2 separate regions of the Gossypium hirsutum genome follow, and region 1 is linked to region 2. A link is a contact called in public Hi-C data. All regions are on one chromosome and are shown on one strand. Each heading gives the region's core, a stretch centred on a gene start, on an enhancer-like site or on the middle of the called end of the contact. The rest is flanking DNA. Distances are from core to core; before and after follow the strand shown. Region 1 holds the start of LOC107950999 (40S ribosomal protein S4-like). Region 2 holds the start of LOC107951051 (WD repeat-containing protein PCN).

Evidence for each region. A called contact is a pair of places that touch in the nucleus more often than the background predicts.
Region 1: a Hi-C map of leaf shows a contact between it and region 2, with 2.2 times the contacts expected there. The contact joins the promoter of LOC107950999 here to the promoter of LOC107951051 in region 2. A contact is called at or near these places in 3 of 34 Hi-C or Micro-C datasets (leaf and seedling).

Annotation. Positions count from the first base shown.
Region 1 is chrA02:25,808,697-25,813,856 of Gossypium_hirsutum_v2.1, forward strand. LOC107950999 (40S ribosomal protein S4-like) reads left to right here and starts at 1,416. Exons shown (of 5, transcript XM_016885869.2): 1 at 1,416-1,592; 2 at 2,020-2,097; 3 at 2,183-2,363; 4 at 2,672-2,769; 5 at 2,910-3,535. The coding sequence starts at 1,590. The coding sequence ends at 3,338.
Region 2 is chrA02:25,418,161-25,424,169 of Gossypium_hirsutum_v2.1, forward strand. LOC107951051 (WD repeat-containing protein PCN) reads right to left here and starts at 1,820. Exons shown (of 11, transcript XM_016885944.2): 1 at 1,445-1,820; 2 at 1,212-1,355; 3 at 444-756; 4 at 288-351. The coding sequence starts at 1,609.

The DNA.
Region 1 (5,160 bases), core at 166-2,665, 390 kb after region 2:
TCTATAAATAGGTTGCTTGTGGAGCTACTTATGGTACAGCTTTTTAATGTCTTTTTTGGCAGCTTTGTTGTGTTCTTGTGGTTATTTTGTGACACTTTTCTAGGCATTATTTGGAGAGGTTTTTTTATTATATTGTGAGGTATTTGAGTGAGTGATTATTGACAATTTGGAGTCTGTGTTAGGGCCATAATTACTTTTTTGTGTAAGGGTAGATTGGGCTTAAGCAAATAGATGGTCCAGATGATTGTTGAATAAAAGTATTCATTGAGCAAGACTTCACAGACGTAGGATCGTTGTATTTGAATTGCATTAACAAACATTGCATGTTATCTCTCCTTAATTTTCTTATTGTGTTACTTGCATTTAACATTTTTGTTCATTTATGTTCTAACTGTGGCGGAACAAAACTGTTTTCTAAATGCAAACTAAAGGATTTTTTAAACCATTAACACTTGACACTAAAATATCAATCCAACTTAACATAAACCTTTAAGAACCACCTTCGACAAGATTATAGTCACCTCCAAAAAATCACCTATCAACAAAATAAATTTTCACATCTACAATAACTTTACTAATGCCACACAAAAAGTGTAAAAAATCATCGAACCAAGATCAAATAAAAGAAATAAAGGTGTGCATTTTTTCTCTAATTAATAAGTCAAAACTTGATTTGATGTATTTTCACTATGGCAGTTCAGTTCGGTCGAATTTTTTAGATTTTTTGAATTGTCCATCATATTTGGTTCAGCTTGGTTCGATTCTTAGTTTTTTATATTAATTTTTTGTTTTGATTTTTAGACGTGTTTTTGATAAAATGAGCTTTATTTTATGACTTTTGAATATTATTTGACAAAATTTCAAGATCTTTCACATAAGTATTTCTAAAAGCAATAATTTTTTAAGAACTTTTAAATTATTTTACTATTTTAAATATAAAATATTTATTTTTATATCATAAAAAATTAAAATTGTTATGTATTAAATAAAAATATAATTCAATTCGATTTTAGGTAACTATAATTTTTAAACTTACATTCCATAAATTAATAAAATATTTCAATTTAGGTCTATTTTCAATTTGATCAATTTTTTTTGCTGAGCCCTAATTCTCACTTGATTTCAAAGGTATTCTTCATTTGAAACCATGATCTAATAGATGAAGGCCTTAAAGCCGTAAATTTTCTTACACTTTCTTAGATTCCTAAAACAATTTACTCCTAGGGTTTTTATCGAGAGAAGTTAAGTAACAATGGTGAAGAATGAAAAAAAAATTTATGAAAGTAAAGGTTGAGACAATTTAAGCAACTAAATATTAATTTAGTTACCATTTATCATAAAAAAATTTAGTGCCTAAATGTAAAAATATTTTTGAGCATTAATATTTTTAATCTAATCTAAAATGAAAAAAAAAAGGGATAAAAAGGAGTTGGGTCTCAATCCGGCCCGCTCATTCATGTCTAATAAAACCCTAAATTACCGCAATAAATAGGTAAAACAAAATTAGGGTTTTAATTTCCTACTGCTGGCATCTTCCTAAAGAACGCTGAAGGCTCTCAGCGGAAACAGCTTCTTCCAGACCAACCGAAATGGTCAGTTTCTTTAATATCAGTCAGTTGAATCACTGTATGCTTTTAACGAGTTTTTTTTTTTTAGCATTTCTATAGTGTAAGAAAATGAAAATTTCATAATGTTGATTTTAGCTGGTGGATGCAGTAACAATTTTATACTTTTAGATATTCCTTTTTGTCTGATGCAGAAATTGGAAGTTTAGTTTCTGAAATGGGTCTCAGATCGAATAGCTGCTTTTGATTGTGTTCTATAGTAGTTTCTAAATGGGGTGAAGTTTCATTATATATGCTTTATTCCAAGTTATTTCATGGTTTTGTTGTTTTATTTTCTGGACTCTCTGTTGTGTTTGATTTGGGCCAAGGTTTTTTTCTTTTTGTAACTATTCTGCTTTGAAGTCTATAGCATTGCGGTTTCCACTGAACTTTTTCTTTTTCCTTGTCTTTACAGGCTAGAGGGTTAAAGAAACATCTGAAGAGGCTCAATGCTCCAAGGCATTGGATGCTTGACAAGCTTGGCGGTGCATTTGTATGTTTTCATCATGAACCTTTTGACCTTTCACCAATTCAGTACTGCTGTCTTTTAATTTTGTTTTGAATCTTTGTTCATGCAGGCACCCAAGCCCTCATCTGGACCACACAAATCCAGAGAATGCTTGCCGCTCATTCTCATTCTGCAAAACAGATTAAAGTACGCTCTAACATATAGAGAAGTGATTGCCATTCTTATGCAAAGGCATGTTATGGTAGATGGGAAGGTTAGGACGGATAAAACATACCCTACTGGTTTCATGGGTATGTAGACTTTGCCTTTCTGGATCTATTGAAGTTTTTGTTTTCTCAAGTAACAAACTCATACAAGGTATAAATTCAGTTTCTTCGATTTCCACATGTTGAGACCCTACACTAAAATCAGTTTGTGCAAATTCTCCTGATGGAACACTATTTTCGTTATAGTTTTTTAAATATGTTAGTTAGGCTGGTTTATTTAGGCATTGTTCTTTGGCTTGTTTTCTAGAGTCACGTTGATGATTCCTCCTTCACGATTTTGACTCCTGTTTGTACCTTTTCCCTTTACCTTTGTCTCTTTGAATCTTAACCAGATGTTGTATCAATTCCAAAGACGAATGAGGACTTCCGCCTCCTTTATGACACAAAAGGTCGTTTTCGCCTTCATGCCATCACCGGTGATGAGACCAAGGTTTGTATCAATGGGACCACAATTTGTTGTATGTCCTGCTATGGTTGTCTAATATTGGTTAAGTTTCACTTCTAATCTGATCCTTTTGGCTTGGTTGTATTATCTGATTGGCTTTGTTCCATTGGAATCGTACTTTTCAGTTTAAGCTCTGTAAAGTTCGGTCTGTCCAATTTGGTCAAAAGAGTATCCCCTACCTTAATACGTATGATGGACGCACCATCCGCTACCCAGATCCACTGATCAAGGCTAACGATACCATCAAGCTTGACCTAGAGAGCAACAAAATTGTAGATTTCATTAAGTTTGATGTTGGGAATGTTGTCATGGTCACTGGAGGAAGAAACAGAGGGCGTGTTGGAGTGATTAAGAAACGTGAGAAGCATAAGGGTAGCTTCGAGACAATCCACATCCAAGATGCTGCTGGACACGAATTTGCTACTCGTTTAGGCAATGTCTTCACAATTGGTAAAGGAACGAAGCCATGGGTGTCACTTCCAAAGGGCAAGGGTATCAAGTTGTCCATCATTGAGGAAGCCAGGAAGAGGCTTGCGGCCCAAGCTACTGTCTAAATTTTATGATTAAAGATATAATATCTGGAATTGTTTTTTGTCAAATGAATTAATCTGTTTGGTGGTCCTTTGTGTTTGCTTTTGTAGGATTTATGTTTTGTTTTTACTCATGACTACAGTTTTGGACCAATCGTTATATTATTTTTTAAATTAAAGTTAATTTCATTTTGAAATACAGAAATAGGTTGGATTTGAAATTTTTAGTCATTTTTAGTCCTAAGTATATCGAAAATGCAATTATGTATTTAGTGATTCAATTTGGGGGATTTTACCCAGTCCTTTAAATAATATAATTATGGAAATGGGCCGTTTATTGCATTATTTATCAGATTAGGCCGTTTTTAACAAAAACGCGTTCACGTAAGCGCGATTTAATGTTCACGTTAGCAAAACGCTCTTCGAGGGGAGCGTTTTGCCCATCTAACGGTCAAATTTTTGCCCGTTGGTTTCCAACGGTCCAAAAAAAAAACACTATAAAACTCCTCCAAATTATTTTTTCACATAAATCTCTTACAATTTCTATAATTCTCTCAAAATTCCTTTCCCTTTAATTATTTTTCACATAATTCTCTCATAATTTTCAACATTCTTTCAATATTCCCTTCAAAAATCTATCAAATTTCATTGAAATTTTTTCAAAATTCTATCAAAATTCTATCAAAATTCTTTGTTTAAAATTTTTTTGAATTTAATTTTTTTTAAATTAAAAAAATCCGATTATGTTAGCAATGGCTGGAGAATTAATCTTTCTCGATAATAAGCACGTCTCCGTTGATCAAATGACAATGGTAAGTGATAATTTTAAATTTTCAATACTATTCGATATTTTTTTAATTTATGCAAATTTAATTAAATTTGCAATACTATTTGATATTTTATTCATTTATGCAATTATAATTACAATTTCAATACCGCTTATTTTTTTTTCATTTATGATGTTTGCATTAATTAATTTATGCAATTTTAATTAATTTTTGTTTTATAAATTTTTATAATAGTCTGTAGATCGGGTGTTGCAATGCTACATCCGTAATATGTTTGGTCCTCCATCGCCGTTGATTGAGAATTACTTGTGAGAAGCGGGATTTTGGCACGTGGCCACGATAGGCCGGGGGTGCAAGTTGAACCTGAGACATACACTTTTCATCTTCCATGCGGAGAGTGTACTATCACTCTGGAAGATGTGCATTTGCAATTGGAATTGTCAATGGATGGGTACGCAGTCACCGGGTTCGCATCATCTACTGATTGGGGAGCCGTATGCTACGAGCTTTTGGGTGCTATACCGAATAATATTAACGGAGGTCGGATCGAGATGGGATGGTTACGAGACACATTCCCGGAGCCAGATAATAATTCGACTGAACTCAAAAGAATACGATATGCTCGGGCATATATTCTTGAGATGATTGGAGGTTATTTGATGCCGGACTTGTCACGAAACCTCGTACATCTGAGATGGCTGCTGAAACTTGTAGATTTTAGAGCAGCCGACGAATTGGGTTGGGGGTTTGCCTTGTTGGCAACATTGTGCAAGGAAATGTGCGGGACGACGCAACCAAACAAAGCCAAAATAAGAGGTTGTCTATCACTACTGCAATCATGGGCACAGTTTCGCTTTCCATTTTTACGTCCTCGAGTGGACCACCCATATACATTTCCACTCATAACAAGGTAAGTTTTATATTAGATTTTACAATTATTACGTAGATTTAGAATATAATTGTATGCTAAAAATTTATTTAATTAGGTAGAAGCATTCGGCGAGTTATGTCGGAATACATACCTCTCTCGAAGATATACGGCTTCTGTTAGACCGACG
Region 2 (6,009 bases), core at 570-3,069:
CGGTGAAGACATCCTATTTGAGTCATAGTTCCATCTTATAGGATGAAATTAATTATACAAGCATGCATGGAAATACCACAAGTACAGTATGCAGACATAATATGGTATTCACTTTAACGACAAAACTACACATCAATTTTCCTAGAATATATCCTATTTGATTCATGGCTCCAGGCACTTAGAGCACATTGCAGGTGAAATTAACGACAGAAGCATGTAAAGAAATATCAAAAGTACAGGAAGCATCACCAGTTTTGTTCTCTAATAAATTATAATATATAACTTACCCATCACTACTCCCTGAATAAATCCTATTTGAGTCATGGCTCCATGTCACACTTAGAGCACGCCCTGCAAATAGATTAGCACCAAGAAGCTCAGAGTAAAGCTAAAATTAAAACGTTAACCTAGCAAGAATAGTTTCTCAGGGGTAGATATCTCACCACTGACCCGAGGCAACGATTTATGGTATATGAATTTATCCAAATTAGAAATAGTATATATCCGCACAGCTCCATCATCACAGGCAATTGCCACACGTCTATCATCTGTAACTAGTTTCTGATGAACTTGCTCCGAATCTGAAGCATCATCACTTTGATAGTTTTCTGCATCATCACTGTCATTATATTCATATTTATCATTCAAAAATCCATTTCCAGAATGCCAGCAACTAGGCTCCACAGGAGCTGGTAGCTTAATAATGGGTGCCACAGCCATCTGCCAGATTGAAACTCCAATAGACTCTAGCACAATCTGCATAATGGTTTAATCGCACAAAATAAACAATCAATAAAAGATGCCTTCTACCCAAAATTTTATGTACATTAGAATGAAGTTAAAGGCAAAAAAGAAAAAAAATGAGGGGATTCTATCAACAGAATCTATGCCACCATATATTATCAATCTCAGAAGGTGGAAATACCTCAAAAAAAAAAAAGGAAAATAAACAATTAAGACTTACCCCAAAAAGGGAGAAAACAAAGAAAAAAAGGAAGCCTGCGCCTAATATGAAAATAAGAGGAACGGGCCTCAGGTTAGCACTATTCCCATGATTCGATAAAATCACAAGAAACCAATAAAAATGAGTATCCATTGAAGTTGGAGAGGCAGGAATCAAATTGACAACTACTTGTTGGCTTGAATCATTAGGTTAAAAAAGCAGGGCGTACAATAAATGGCAAAAGCGACAAAAAGGAAATGAAAATAACCTTCTGTTTCAAGTTGAAAAGATCCCATTCTGAGACCGAGCCATCAATACTTGAGGAGAACAACCTGCCAGAAGACAGGCCTTCTGAACCAACACAACACCACACAAGAGACGATACTCGGCAAGTAGAATCCCCGTGAATAGTCTACACAAAGTAACCAACAAATTAAACTAAAACTAATATATGTATATACATATACACACAAATAACATGAAGCATAAAACTCCGGATACCAGCTGGTGGTGCCAGCCAACAGAACCAGCGGAGACAAGCCAAATCTCGAGCGATCCGTCCTCTCGAGCCGCTGCAAGCTGAGAGTCGTCGGCGCTGGTCGCAAGGGCAACCACCGGAGAGGGCTTCCAGTCAACTGAGCTGGTTCGATAAGGTTTGAGGAGCATTGGGGATGGGGCGGCTACAGAATGAAAAATCCACAAACTTTAAAAGCCAATTTGACAGCAATTGAGAGATACGCATTAGACAGAAAGAAGCAGAGAAGACGACGCAGTTGCTTTATTCACCATCCTTAGGTTTTTGTTTTGAGGGTTTAAACTTTACAAAGCGTATAGCCAAGCAGACTCGCTCAACCCACAGGTCTCTCGATTTGGGTTCTCTTCGACCGCCCTTTATTTTAACCTCTAAGTGCTTCTACTTTTTCCATTTGAAATTTAGTTTTTTGTTTTTCATTTTCAAAATTTTAATTCCTTAATATTTTTATTTAAAAATTTAAATTTAAATTTGATTTTTTCTTATATTTAAGTTTATATATAGGATTGTGAAACTTTCTTTAGAATTTTTCAAATTTATCATATGTTTGTGTTGTTCCAAATATTTATGAGTTTGAAAATAATCAAAAAGATTAATTGGTTAAAATTTGAAGACATTAGACATTTATTTAATTTAATACGAAAGCTTGAACACCTTTTTAGAGGATATTTTGTGTTAAGCCTACTTTTCCGTAACATCTAACTCTTTAACATAAAGATGTTTTATGTGATCAAATTTATTGCATTAGATATCATGAAAATGTTTAATTTTAGAACATTTTAAAAATTCCATTGCACTACATTTTCACTTTTTCTAAAAAAAATTTACAATTGGTATTATAGCATATGTCGTACTTTATCTAATTACATAAATTGGTTATTGAATTGTATTCTCCCTTCTTGTGTATGGATTCAATTGATAGAGAATAACATTATAAGATATTTTCGATGTTATTAAAAAATTTATGAATGGATGAATGCATGTTTAGATTAAATTTTGATTTTAGCATGTTTTTTTTATGTGTTGTTGTTACAACCCGTTTTCAGTGGTATCGAAAATAATAGCTTTGAGACACAATTTCAACCAATGAGTCAGTAAAAATTATTTATTTAATATTTAAAAGGTTTTCGTGTTAAAATTTGGTTTGGTAATTTTAACGTTTGGATAGTTAATTAAAGAAAAAGAACTAAATCGTAAAAGCTATAAAAGTTAATCTCCATTAGTTTATGTGTTAAATGGTTACAAAAAACATGAATTGAGGGCTTTAAAAGGAAATTTAACCATGATAGATTATAGTGGACGTTTAATGCATATGTTGCATTGAAATTTTAAGTTAGTTGTAAGGGTAAATTAGTAATTAAATAATTACTTAACATAAACAAAAGATGAAATAAGCTATCATCTTCTTCTTTTCGCTTGGTAAAACCGAATTCTCTATTGTTAAAGAACACTATGGTTCGTCCAAGCTCATTGCATCACATGTAAGTTATTTTCTCACTTGTTTTTTTATGATTTTTATATTTTTAAGATCATTGCAGCTTAATCTAGCTAACCTAGGGACTATTTTGTAAAACTAATAAAGGTTTTGAAACTTCATTAATAATTTTTAGATGTTCTTGAAGTTAAATGATAGGTTTATAAGCTCAATTGTTAAATAGGACTATAGGTTTATAAGCTCAATTGTTAAATAGGACTATTTTGTAAAGTGAATTTGGTTAGCTTTAAGTTTAAGGGCGAAAATGATAAAATAATGAAGTTAGCGAAAAAATTTTATAAAATGTCATTAATTGTGGGATGTAAGAGAGTTAAGGAGAATTCGACTAACATGTTTTGGGTTTAATTATGATAAATGTGTAAGTTTCGATTTTAAGGACTAAATTGAATACAAGGTAAAATTTTAGGGTAAAAATGTACAATGTTATTAAAAGGTCAAATGCATGTATCTAAATATTTTAAGGTATTTGAAATGGTTAATTGGATTAAATTATTATATAGATCAAGAAATAGACCAACCGGTTAATAGTCGTTGAAAGGGGAAAATTACGAAATAGTCCTTAGTGTGGTGTTTATTGTTGTCTCGTTTAGGTAAGTTTGCATTAGGTTTGTTTTATTTATTAATTGCTTAAGTTCATATTATGCATGTGTATATATGTATATGTTGATATGATTGATTGAGAAAAGAATTGAAAGTGGAAATAATTGTAAAGTATGACAATTGTACGTGTTTGAATTGAATTATATTATCATATGAAATGTATATGATCATGTTGAACATGGTACTATGATGTAAAGATGGAAAGAGTATGGGGATTGAATTGAAGCCCGTGTGAGCTTAGTGATTGATTAGGATACGATTGATATGTTATTAGGGTTTATCAGGCACTATGTGTCAGTGATTACATTTATCAAGTACTTTGTACCAGTGTTACAGTTATCAAGCACTCTGTGTCGGTGTTATATTTATCAGGTACTATGTACTGGTGGTAGATACTATACTGATGGATAGAATCTAGCATTTTTTGCGGATTTTCGACAACTTGTGTGAATAGCATCGAGTAATCGTTAATGTCCCGATTGTCAGCTTGTGTGAGCAAAGTTATCCTGAGTATCCAAAGTTAATTTACTAAAGTTTTTTGGGCAAAACTATTGGGAAATGTTCCCATATTGTAGTAAACATGTAACTGTTTTCTAGTTATTTGAATGATGAATAAATAAATAAAGTTAATTTAACATTTCGCTATTATATCTTTTATATATATGTCTTTTATATGTTGCATGCATAGCAAAATTGTGACAAGCAAATATTAGCTCATTGATTGTATAAGTTCAAACAGAAGATAAGTGGCATTGTAAAGAATGTTTACATTGTGAGAAAGACAACTTTCTTCAATAAATAATCTAAATGAGTCTGTGATCCCATAAAAATCAAAGTGAGCATTGGATTCAAATACTAAGAATGATTATTACGTCATATACAATTCCAATTGGGGAGATGGCTAGTCTTGGCTATCGGAGTAGTTGACTCCACAAGTACAGATATAGATGTATTCATTGGTAGAATGATACTTTGGACTTGTAACACCCCTAACCCCTATCTGACGCCGTATTAGAGTTACGAAATATTACCATACAATTGGAATATTTAAACATACATTGCATATATTATCATAATCATATTATAAACCAACCATTCAGATACATATTGTCCCTAAATCGAGACCTTGAGGCCTTAGAAGTACTTTAGAAACAATTTGGGACTAAATTGTAAACATTTGGAAAGTCTAAGAAAAGTTACAAAAAATTGGAAACAGGGGTCACACGGTTGTGTGGCTAGGCCGTGTGCCTTACACGGTTGAGACACACGCCCATGTCTCAGGCCGTGTAACCTTTGAACTAGGGACACACAGATGTGTTCCAGTCTGTGTCCTTACCCGTGTAACTTTTTGAGAAGGGTCACATGACCATGCCACACGCCCGTGTGCCAGGCCGTGTGTTAAGCCGTGTAACTAACTGATTTGCACCCTAAGCACTCAACAGATGACACATGACCATGTCGCCAAGCTGTGTGTCTCACACAGCAGAGTCACATGCTCATGTCTCAGGCCGTGTGGACCCAAAATGAACCTTAAACAACAAGTTTACCATTTCAAGCTTACTTAGACTTTAAGTAATCTGTTTACTTGCCAAAAGACCTATTCAAAGTGACATTAAACAAGTCAAAAACATGCCAAATCAACATCCTAAGTGCCTAACCAATGTAGCCTCATTGATACCACAAGTATATACAATTGTACATCAAAATAAAATATCAATCAAAACTTATCACTTCATCAAACAAACACCTAACCAATGTACTTATGATATGCACCTCAAACACAACGTTGCATTAACACAAATTATTTATATTTGCATTGAAACATCTTACCTCATTCACATGTATCATACAAGATAGCAATTTACACATAAGATCATACTTAACATTTTATTTATCCCAAAACATTAGTAATAACATACAAGCCTATTACATGCCATATAATCTGAAATGAAAGTTCCAAAAACTACCGAAATTTATGGATAGTGTGACTTGAGTGTTGATCCGATCGTCCAACCTTTCGAGTATCTATAAAAACAACATATAACACTAGTAAGCTCAATGAAGCTTAGTAAGTTTGACGTATTAAAATGATAAATCTTATCGAAGTAAGTACAAGAAATCAAATAATAATACAACCATGAATGTTTCCTGCCATCCATAATTTCAACCAGTAAATCATAGAAGTTCAATTCAATACTCAAATTTACGAAAAATCCATCAAAATCTTTAAACAATATACCTTACCAAGATTTTCAACTTGATGAATGACTTACGGATAAGAGTACATCGACAATCCTACCAAAACACACCAGATGCTCATAAGAGCTAGTCCATTCGAAACACACCAAATGCTCATAAGAGCTCATCCATCCGAAACACACCAAAATAGAGAGTATAACACGAGTGTTTGAAACAAATGTTGAACCTCAGTTTACTCAG